Regions from separate parts of the Mus musculus genome. Here region 2 is linked to region 1. The links are chromatin contacts, called in public Hi-C maps. All regions are on one chromosome and are shown on one strand. Each heading gives the region's core, a stretch centred on a gene start, on an enhancer-like site or on the middle of the called end of the contact. The rest is flanking DNA. Distances are from core to core; before and after follow the strand shown. Region 1 overlaps Ipo9 (importin 9). Region 2 overlaps Nav1 (neuron navigator 1).

Region 1 (5,216 bases), core at 1,339-3,838:
AGATGCCCTCCACCACATCCACCTTGGCTAGTAGATATTTTTCCTTTTTTGGAGATGGGGTTACGACGTGCCCAGCTGCTGCTTTGTCTCTACAGAGTGATGATAGAAGAGGCCCAGAGCCTTGAAAGCACGAGCTCTCTCCTGAGCTGAATCCCCACTTCTCAACGTATTTCCTTTACAATGTGGAGTATTCAGTGGGGGCAAGGGATTACAGAGGTTGGATACCTATTAAGATTCATACATTACTGTGTATAGATCACTATTATGTACGTACTAACACGTATATACATAATACATTAAGATTCTAGTCTTGTGCCGGGCAATGGTGGCGCACACCTTTAATCCCAGCACTTAGGAGGCAGAGGCAGGCCGATTTCTGAGTTCGAGGCCAGCCTGGTCTACAAAGTGAGTTCCAGGACAGCCAGGGCTACACAGAGAAACAACCCCTGTCTTGAAAAAAAGCAAAAAAAAAGATTCTAGTCTTGCAATGAAGTAACAGATGATTTTTAAATCCTTGGCCGAGCAGGTTAGGTCAAGAATGGCACTGTGCACTCAAGGGTGATAGGGTACAAAGCTGAGTGGTGTTGAGACATTTCAGTTACTTCATCAAGTGCTTTCCCTTGTAGTCATGAGATCAAAGACTACGGTCAATTCAATTTCTGATCTAGCTCAATGTCAATTCCAGTTTTTGGCATGGGCACCAGTGACAACAACCATCACCATACACCTGAGAGGTGGCGCTGACCAGAGCCAGGCAGGTCCTTTTGCTGCACCTACTGGGCTGAGATTCCATACCTCGGCCATGGTGAATATCTTATACATCTCTGGCAGAATGACAGGAGCAACAAGTGGCATCTGTGTGTCTGTCACTTCTCGAGTAAACTCTGCAAAGACAAAAAGTAAAAGATACTTCATAAAGATGAAGTGTGAAAGCTTGCAAGCCATCTAGGTAGCAGTTCCCAGTCGGACCTAGGAATGGCCACTGGTCTAGCAAACTCACTCTGAAGAAGGACAAGGAGCCAGAAGCATTATTCGTCAGAAGGGGAGAGAGAATAGGAACACAAAAGAAGATACAAGATATTAAAAAGAAAAGCACACAGATTAAAGCCATCTGCAACACAACTGCATACAAGTAAGGCAAACAGGGGTCCTTCTGAGCTTGTGCCATGACAGCTTTGAGCACAAGTGCCATTCTGGTTTCTGTCAGTTCTGTCTCCTGACAAGTTACTTCAATGTAAACAACAAAACAAACGGGGCATAGTGGTGCATGCCTTTTTAATTCCAGCACTTGGAAGGCAGAGGCAGGCAGATCTCTGAGTCCGAGGCCAGCCTGGTCTACAGATCGAGTTCCAGGACAGCCAGGGCTACATGGTGAGAGCCTAGTCTCGAGAAAAACCAACCAATCAACCAACCAACCAACTACCAACCCTCCCACCCATCTGAAAATGTATTAAGCATCGACTCCATTTATCAATGTGTAATTCTGGGGTTAGGATTCCTGAGTGAAGGTGTTTAACCCATGTGCAGATTTGAAAGAGGTGAGGAAAGACAGGTCATATCGTCTTGTGTATGGAAAAAAATTAAATAAGAAAATGCTATGCATAAAGACCCTGTATCAATCCCCACAGGTCAAATACAGATCAAATACTGGAGACCAGCTGTTCTTTAGGAATGTGGCTTCCTTCTGAAAGATAAATTCCAAGCTTTGTCTTAATAAAATTAATATCTTAATAAAATGTCAAATTCCATTTAGACTGAAGTCAGCCCAAATAAATACATTAGATAGCATATTACCACCTCTGGGCCTAGGATCAAGCATAGCCTGCATTTATGAATAAATATAGCATAGAGCTTGGGTGCAGCTTAGCACGTTCAAGGGTCTGGTCCGATCCCCAGTGTCATCGCCACCATCACCACCACTACAAAGAAAGGAGTCTTAGTACTGAAGTGACTAACTGTACAGTTTAACTTTTCTATAATCATTGTGAGTAGTCTCAATTTGTTCATACTTTGTAGGTTTAAATTCAAAGTAAGTTTTCTGAGGTCATTATTATCAAGTCAAAAAGTCTGGGGTATTAACAACTAAATTTACAAAACTATAAGATAGAAGTAAAAGATTTATCTATTAGATCAAATATTTAAATTCTTAGCATATAGTCCCTTTATATCTTGAGACCAAGTTCTCTTTTATAAATAGTAAAATAACTCAGAAGTCAAGAACAGTATCTTCCTCCAAAAAGTCTCAAAGACACTGGGCACAGCTGGACATGCCTATTTTCCTAAGCTATTCTGGAAGGTGAGGTGGGACTACCGGAGCCAGGAGTTAAAAGTTAGCCTGGGCAACACAGAGTGACCTCCATCTCAAAATAAAAAAAGGAAAACCCTAAAGAGAACTGGTCCCACATTTCTCACACACCAATACTTTTCTGTCCTCATGGATGTTCCAGTTCCTGTGGTGTGAAGTTGAAATCAACTGGAGTAGCTATTTGTGAATGGAGGCTGGCTGCCGTCCACTTCATGCCTGCTGACTCATTACAAAGGATACACATTTCTTCACCAGTTCCTTCTCCTGGCTGGGAGAAAGTGACCTCACTGTATAGTCATTTCCTTAGTCAAGTACAAAGCCTCTTCTGCTTTCCAATCAGAGTAACTATACAGCCATCCTTTCTCTCCAGGTCTGTCAGAAAGAAGCTAACTCCGTACAGGAAAACTAGGATTTCCTCTCCTTGGCTAAAACAATTGCCCTTTGCTGGATACCCTGGCACTAGGAGAGCTAAGCAAAGGCTCTTAGAAGTTCAATTCCACAGAGCAGTCACCTCACTCATACAGAAGCAGGGAGGTGAAAGGCCAATCAAGGAACACCTTGGCCTTTCTGATGTTTCTGAGCTAAAAGCTCACCAGTAGGTACACAGTCGGAACTCTAAAAGGGTATCTGGGGGTAAGAATAGGACAAATGAAAGGTCTGACTTTGACATAGAATTGGTAACCTGCTATTAATGCTGAGTGGGCATGTAAAATGCAGCATAGATGCCAAGTAAACAGATTCAACGGCTAGACCTCGAGTGCTGCTCCTCACACACCTGAGCGTAGGAACTCGACATGCCACTCAGTGTGCAGGAGCCAGGGAATTATATCAGGAAAGGACTTTCTTGTTTGTTTGTGTAGCCTTGGCTATTCTGGAACTCACTTTGTAGACTAGGCTGGCCTCGAAGTAGAGATCTATCTGCCTCTCTCTTGAGCGCTGAGATTAAAAGCATGCACCCCCATGCCTGCCACCATGCCCGGCAGAAAAGGACTTTCAACCTCCCCTCCTTTCATATGCCAGAGCCCCAGGAACATAGAGGTTTCAGAGATCAAAGGCTCCCATCTCCTCCTCTATCACACAACACCATGCAGAACCTGCTAGAGCCAGAAGAATTGAGAACTAATTTGTAACTAAGTGCAGCTGAGCTAACAATTTACCCCATAACCAGTCTTTAAAATATACATACATATATCTATCTTATTTTTTAATTACAAATGTGTGTGTGAGCGTAGATCCTCAGAGGCCAGAGGCACTGGATCCCCTGAAGCTAGAGTTAAATAAAGGCAGCCATGAGCTGCTTGATGTGGCTACACAGAATACAACTCAGGTCATCTGCAAAAGCAGCATGCATGCTTAACTGCATGCACTAGCCTCCTTCTGAGGGGAGGGAGGGGGCTTTTGTCTGCATGTATGTCTGTGCACCGAGTGCCTGCGGAGGGACCAGGAAAGGGAGGTATACCCCTGGGATTGGGCTTACGGATGGTTAGGAGCCCTGGGAATTAAACCCAGGTCCCCTGGAGAGCAGCCAGTGCTCTTAACCACTGAGCTGTCTCTCCAGCCCCATAACCTCCCCTCTTCTTCCTATACTGTTCTTCTTAGTCTCATCCCTTACTCTTTCTACTTAATGAAAACTTCCCATCAGCTTTAACAATCTCTAAAATCTGCAGACCCCAAAGGGGTCTCAACTTTCCCCTTCTGGCTACATTTTACTAACCTCAATGTTTTTCTTCTCCAAGGTGATCTATGCTAACTCCTCCCTCTTACAAATCCTAAATCCTCCCTATTTCTATCTTACAAACAAAAAATTTTGAGTCTACTCTACACTATTTAAACCTGGTTATTTGTCCTCCAACAGTTCTTGACAATTGCTTAGTGCTGATATCAAGCAGCTGTGGTTGCTTTCACAGCTAATATGGAATTCGGGGAATAAGACAGACTGTACACCAGGTCCTCAGAGCTACTCCTGGTCTAAGGAATTATTTTCTGAACTACACATTCAAGTCCCATTTGACCATTTCAAATATGTCATCTGAAAAATATAATTGACAAAAAATAAACCAAGCAAAGAAAAAAATACCAGATATGTAAACCCAATGCAGTAACATAAAAAATAGGAAATATCAAAGCAAACTAACTCCTTCAAAATTACTAAAACTATAGCAATGATCTCTAGTGAGAATCGGATGAAGTCCCTGAGAGAGATCCCAGTGTAACAAGCACATTTCAAGACACAAATAAACACCTGAATGAAATAAGGAAGGCTAGATATGAAATATGAAAGAATTAAGAAGAAACTGAAATACTGAATAAAAGCCAAGCAGAAATGCTGGAATTAAAAGACACAGTGAAATAAATTCTGTGGACAGTCAGCACAGAATTAATAAAGGAGAGGACAGAGTGTCTGCCCCTGAAGACATGATGGAGGAACAGTGCAACAAGGACAAAAATAAAGCATTTAAGGGTATGGAAGGGAATTCCAAGATAGATAAGACACTCTGACAGGGAACAGGCATAAGAAAATCTCATTGTAAAGGCACAGAGAATACTTCCTTTTATTTTGTTGTTGCATTTTCAAGACAGAGTTACTATGTATAGCCCTGGCTGTCCTAGAACTCCACCTGTAGACCAGGCTGGCCTCAATTCAACAGAGATCCGTTTGCCTCTGCCTCCAGACCGATGGGATTGAAGGTGTGCACCATCACTGCCTGGCTAGAAAATATTTTCAAAAGAATCATAACAGAAAAATTTCCAAAGTTAGGAAAAAGAGATATCAACCCAGATACAGGAGATAACACAAAGATAACACCAGAAAAGAACCGTCTTTTGTTAGAATTTAACTAAAACCCTTTTTCTAGTTTGCTTTCTGATAGTGTGATAAAACACTGACCAAAAACAACTTGGGCAAGAAATT
Region 2 (5,216 bases), core at 1,156-3,655, 120 kb after region 1:
TGGGGGTGGGGTAGAGAGTGGAGGCTGCTGGTTCAGAGCTCAGAAGACCTCGACTCTCCACTTTGTTCAGGGTGGATAGACAAGGTAGCCATCACCTCATCTGTCAATGAGCGAAGGACTAGCTGATCCCCAGGTACCAGATCTACGTAAACGTAAAATCGAATGTGGAAGGTACAAGTTTTTAGGAACCTTGGATATTACAGCAGGCCCCAGGAAGAGTGCTCAGCCATGAGCCTGGACATCAGAGGAAGCAGCAGACCTCCCGCCCCACCCTCAGCCCCCTAGGGAACAGACATGGCCTTCACCAGGTAGAGGACCCAGGAAAGCAGATGAAAGAGGTACAGCAAGATTCAGGGTCACAAGCCTTAAAGCCACTAGGCCAGGCCAAGGAAGCCACAGGCAGGCTAATACCAGAGGGCCTGAGGCTAGGGTCCCTGGGTCCTTCTCCCACAGGGCCAGAGAGGAAGTATGGCTGAAATCTGGCAAGAATGGTGGTCAGGGTTTTGGTTCAGTGTAGCACCACCACCAAGCCTAGCAATGGCGCGGCTCCAAATTCTGTGGCTCTTCTCTATCACAGGGCCTGACTGAAGTCAGACAGGGTTGAATCAACGACACGCGTGAGGTATGTGGGCCACCACAGCTGGGTAAACTGAGGCAACCAATGGCTGGACATGGCGTACACAAAGCAAAAGAGTCTTTGATCTGTGATCACTTCTCTTTCACGGGGACATTAGTCACAGGCCACTGGGTTTGTTTGTCTGTTTGTTTTTATGAAGTTGCTTGAAAAAAAGAAAAGCTCTCCCAAATGGTTTCTATTGAGCTGGAGAAAATGGCCTTCCTTCTCCTTAGCAGAACTGGAGGAGTCAGCGGTCCTGGGAATCAGCATTGGGGTTCTTGCAGCTGACCCACGGGAATGAGTGATGTCCTGCGTGCTCTCCACTGGCCTACACCCACCTTTCCCTGTGGGCCCAACAGTCCCAGCATCCTTTGCAGTTCTGCATCAGCTACTAGTTAGGGTTGGACCTCAACACCATCTCCATCTCCTGGGGGACAAAGGAAGTTCCCTGATGTCGGGGAAGCCACGGTCAGTCTGGTTGCTCACCTCCGTATTCTAGCACCTCATGAGGGAGGAGGCAGACCCAGGATGACTGTGCTGAATGTGGTAGGGACTGTCTCACCACAGATGAAGGTCAGGGCCTCATGCAGTAAGTACTTAGCAAAAAGAGGCTAACTGTGAGATGATGATGATGGTGGTGGTGGTGATGATGATGACAGAGGAGGAGCAGGAGGAGCAGCAGGAGAACATGGGGGTACACGGGGGAACTGGCTTGGGTACTTGGCTTCCAACACAGTAGCAAGCACATAAGGAAGTGAGGGCCCCCCACTCACCTCTGCCCCTGGCCTACCCTCTGTGTTACTCTCTGAACAGAAAACGCCTCTCTCCTATTTTGAGGCTCTATTTTGTTGTTGATGATTTTGTTTTGTTTTGTTTGTTGTTTCTTGAGACAGGGTTCTCTGTGCAGCCCTGGCTGTCCTGGCATTCACTCTGTAGACCAGGCTGGCCTCGAACTCAGCCTCCCCAGTGCTGGGAGTCGAGGGATGCAATATAACCATCCAGGTTTTTGCACTAAACCCCATCTCTAGCTCTCAGAGGAAAAGGTTTCTAGCTCACAGCTGATCTTCTGACCTGCAGCCCGAGCCTGGCCCCAGGCTTGCCTCTGGGGTATGGGAGGGGGGAGGTCAGTTTTGTTTCCTCTCCTCACCATCCCTACCTCAGACTTTTCTCACAGAGGGAAACATAGCTGCAGAAATAGAGGATGTAGCCTGAACGTCAAGTTTCCAAAAAGGAACTGAGTCTAAGTCACCCTGTGAGTCCCAGGGGGAGGGTGACCTTGGCAGATGCACCCTTAAACCCCCAAGGCCTTCGGGATGAGACTGTGTTGGCTCTGAAGGCTGGTGCCTCATGCTGTGTAGATAGATGCAGAGCTGCCCACATCAGCCTGTGGGGTCCAGCGTGTGTGTCTTTTCCCCCCAGTCTTTTCTCTAGTTTAGGGGAATATTGCTCCAAGGTACAGGGAGAGATTGATTGATAAAAAGCACTTTAAAAAGCAAAAGAGCCGTAAAAGTCAGGACACTGGTGTTTGGGTTATCCAAGTGTGGACTGGAGCTAATGTAAACTAAAGGCTAAGAGAGGAAGTGACCCGGACGGAGTATACAGTAAACAGAAGACCCAGAGGCCTGTTGGTCCTTTCTTTTCCATAAAGGGAGGCTGGAGCCAGAGGCCCCAAGGCTCTTGTCTCAACCAGTCAGCTTTAGGCTTCCCGACTTCCCTGGGGCCTCAGGGCAGGCATGAAGACACCAGGAGGCTGGAGCAGCTGCCTCTGCCCTGCTTCTGGGGGTGAGTCATTTGGGGTGTGACTCTTATAGCAGCTCAGCAATTCTCAGCTCCTTTGGCACGATCTTGGCCAGTGACTTGGCATGGAGAGATGTCCCAGAAACTTCCTTGGATAGGGGAAAGATTTGTCTATAGGGGGCTAAACTGTTGGATAACAGCTGAGTTAGAGCCTCCACTCTATCTCTATCTGGATTCCTATTTAGGGCTTGTGGGATGGGCAGGGGCTGTACCAAGGCTCCTGAAGCAACACAGACCACTTTCCCCTTACTTCCCTGACTGCCTCCTCCTAGTCCTCAGAAAGATGCTTAGGCATCTGGGACTAAGAGCCAACTCTTTTCTTTCTTTCTTTCTTTCCTTTTTTTTTTGTTTTTTGTTTTTTTGTTTTTTGTTTTTCGAGACAGGGTTTCTCTATGTAGCCCTGGCAGTCCTGGAACTCACTCTGTAGACCAGGCTGGTTTTGAACTCAGAAATCCACCTGCCTTTGCCTCCCAAGTGCTGGGATTAAAGGCGAGTTTCACCACCACCAGGGTAAGAGCCAGCTTTTTCAAGTCAGGGATATGAGTGGGCCTGTAGGGGGTAAGGGGAGGAGAAAGGTCTCAACAAGAAGCCCTAAGGCCAATGGATGAAGGCTCCCAAGGCCGAGGTTCAGCAACAGTTATGTGCTCCCACAGAGACTGCAATGATGCCCTAAAGGTAACAGGTCCTCTGACATTGAAGGCATGAAGGTGTGTCTGGATACTCCTCTGGCTGGCTGTGCCCTGAGCTAATAAAACTCCCTTTCCCCATGTCCCAAATTTGCATTCAGTTTTCTAGCACCAGGAGACAGAGAGGAACCTACCTCTAGTTCAACTGAGGAGGCTTCTGGTTCTTAATAAACAGGCCCTCTATGTCCATGCTCCACGATTTCCCAGTCTTGGCTGCCTGCTCACCTCCCCCCTCAGAACTCAGCTGGGCCCTCTGTCCCCCTTAGAGCTGACAGTATGAGCTCATCTGAACAGCCCAGGGAAGCCCAGAGGAACTGAATGGGAAATTCTGACTCACGGAGGGGTTGGTGCCAGAATGCTGCTCTTGGGGAAAAAGGCTGAGGGAGGGCTGTGTACCCTATAGCTGGGGGCTTGGGGGTTTCTGTAAGGGCTGGGGGAACAAGAGGGGATACCACTGGGTTGATTTTCTGGGTACCAGTATGTAGACCCTGTTGGGCACTCAGCCCTCCTTTAGGAGTGATAGAAGAGACTCGAGGACACCTGGCTGGTAGAGGGCTGATGAACCCAGGTGTTGGGATGCGGGGTACTAGCATCCCAGAGGGATGGGACTGAAAAGGAGGAGGGGTGAAGGGGTGTTCAGTAAACAAAGGCCTCTTGAAAAAGGAGGAGACTGTAGCCCACAGAGAGAACAGGTACCACAAACTGCACACCTGGCTTTCCACCCATACCCAGCCACCGTCACGGATGATAGCCTGTGTTCAACCATAAGCAAAGGCAAGACTGAGCAGGGTTTCTGCAGTGGTGCCGAGTTCCCCTTTCTTTGTAGCGCTGGCAATACGGGGGCCCCAAATGCCTGTGTTCACAGAGGCCAAGGCCCTCTGGTCAACCTGGGATGGCCATGTGGAGGTGTGGGGAGACACCGGCCCTTGCCCTCCAGACCCAGTAAGAGCACATCACCAAGGGCAGCCCAAGCTCACCTGTGAGTCACCTGGGAGCCTCGCAGGCTGGACATGGTTTCTTCCAGGTTCTGTCGGAGATCCAGAACGTTCTGTACTGTTCTCTTTCTCTGCGACTCTGGATCTGGCGAGGAGAAAAGAAAGAGGCGGTGAGAGGAGAGGACTCCTTGAAGGGACCTGGGAGTAAGGGAATGGGAGGCAGACACCATTATCTCCCAGAAGCCAGACCCTGGGGCCAGCCACCTGCTTCTTCTGTTCCTCAAAGATGACTGACAGTGCAGGTGCAGCTAAAGACCTCCATGTGTGTCCTGGGCTGGCTGAAGCCCCATACCCAACAAGGGCTACAGATAGGACCCCTCAGAGCCTCTCCCTGAATGACCACTGTTGCCTCTGGCTTTGGTTTCCTGTGGTAGAATGAAATGGGACACCCCTGACCCCCCCCCCAACCTCCTCTGGAGCAGTGTGTTGGTGTGTGCTTAGGGCTCTTGGAGGAGGGGACACTCTGACGAGCAGAGCTTGCCTAGTTCCACCATATAAGTATCCCTACACGGTGAGTTTCCATTTGTCAACATATCACAGAACATATCGTTCGAAGGGTTGGGACACATGGGGTTGCTCTGAGGGGTCTAAGAGGCCTCTGAGAGCCTCCTAAAGGTGAGGTGGCTAGTGGGAGCGGGAGATGAACAGCCATCTTCTGGGGTAGTTCAGACCCTATCCAAGAGTTAGAATCGCGAGTGAGGAAGAAGCATGGGCGGGGCCAGAGTCTGACCCAGTCAGGATCCCTGTGCTTAGCCTTGGTTTCCAGGCAGGATCATATTAGCCTGGGCAGACGAGAGAGCCTCTAACCGTACACGAAGCCTCACACTTTCTCCCATCTAGGGATGGAAATAGCATCCAAATGACAGAACAACCACAAGACCTTCTCCCTTCTATTGATCCACCAAAGAAATCTTTATCAAATCCCACTTGGGGCTGGGCGTGGTAGGGCACACCTTTCATCCTAGCACTCAGAAGGCAGAGGATGGTGAATATGAGTTTGAGGATAGTCTGGTTTACATATCAAGTTCTAGGCCAGCTGAGGTTACATAGTGAGGCCCTGTTTCAAAAGAGAAAAAGAAAAAAAAAAAAAGAAGAAGGAAATGAAAGAAAGAAAAACAGAAA

What was found. Hi-C and Micro-C count contacts between places; a contact is called where the count stands out from the background.
Region 2: a Hi-C map of the C2C12 cell line shows a contact between it and region 1, with 3 times the contacts expected there. The contact joins two enhancer-like sites. A contact is called at or near these places in 2 of 15 datasets of contacts at CTCF or cohesin (the NIH/3T3 cell line and pro-B cells), 31 of 484 Hi-C or Micro-C datasets (3T3-L1-derived adipocytes, 8-cell embryo, the BV-2 cell line and 18 more), 2 of 115 datasets of contacts at active chromatin or transcription factors (the HPC-7 cell line and embryonic stem cells) and 4 of 9 other capture datasets (adipose tissue, embryonic stem cells, liver and 1 more).

What each region holds. Positions count from the first base shown.
Region 1 is chr1:135,408,598-135,413,813 of GRCm38.p6, forward strand. It overlaps Ipo9 (importin 9), which reads right to left. Exons shown (of 24, transcript NM_153774.1): 5 at 796-884. Among named protein-coding and RNA genes, the nearest start is that of Ipo9, 19 kb to the right of the region's middle. Within about 2 kb of position 2,589, at least 79 of the 459 cell types and tissues checked have an H3K27ac peak or open chromatin away from gene starts, as enhancers often do. A contact at or near this core is called in the BV-2 cell line, the C2C12 cell line, the HL-1 cell line and 3 more, where this site is marked.
Region 2 is chr1:135,533,121-135,538,336 of GRCm38.p6, forward strand. Nav1 (neuron navigator 1) reads right to left here. Exons shown (of 30, transcript NM_173437.2): 2 at 4,077-4,179. Among named protein-coding and RNA genes, the nearest start is that of Gm32940, 24 kb to the left of the region's middle. Within about 2 kb of position 2,406, at least 125 of the 459 cell types and tissues checked have an H3K27ac peak or open chromatin away from gene starts, as enhancers often do. A contact at or near this core is called in the BV-2 cell line, the C2C12 cell line, the HL-1 cell line and 3 more, where this site is marked.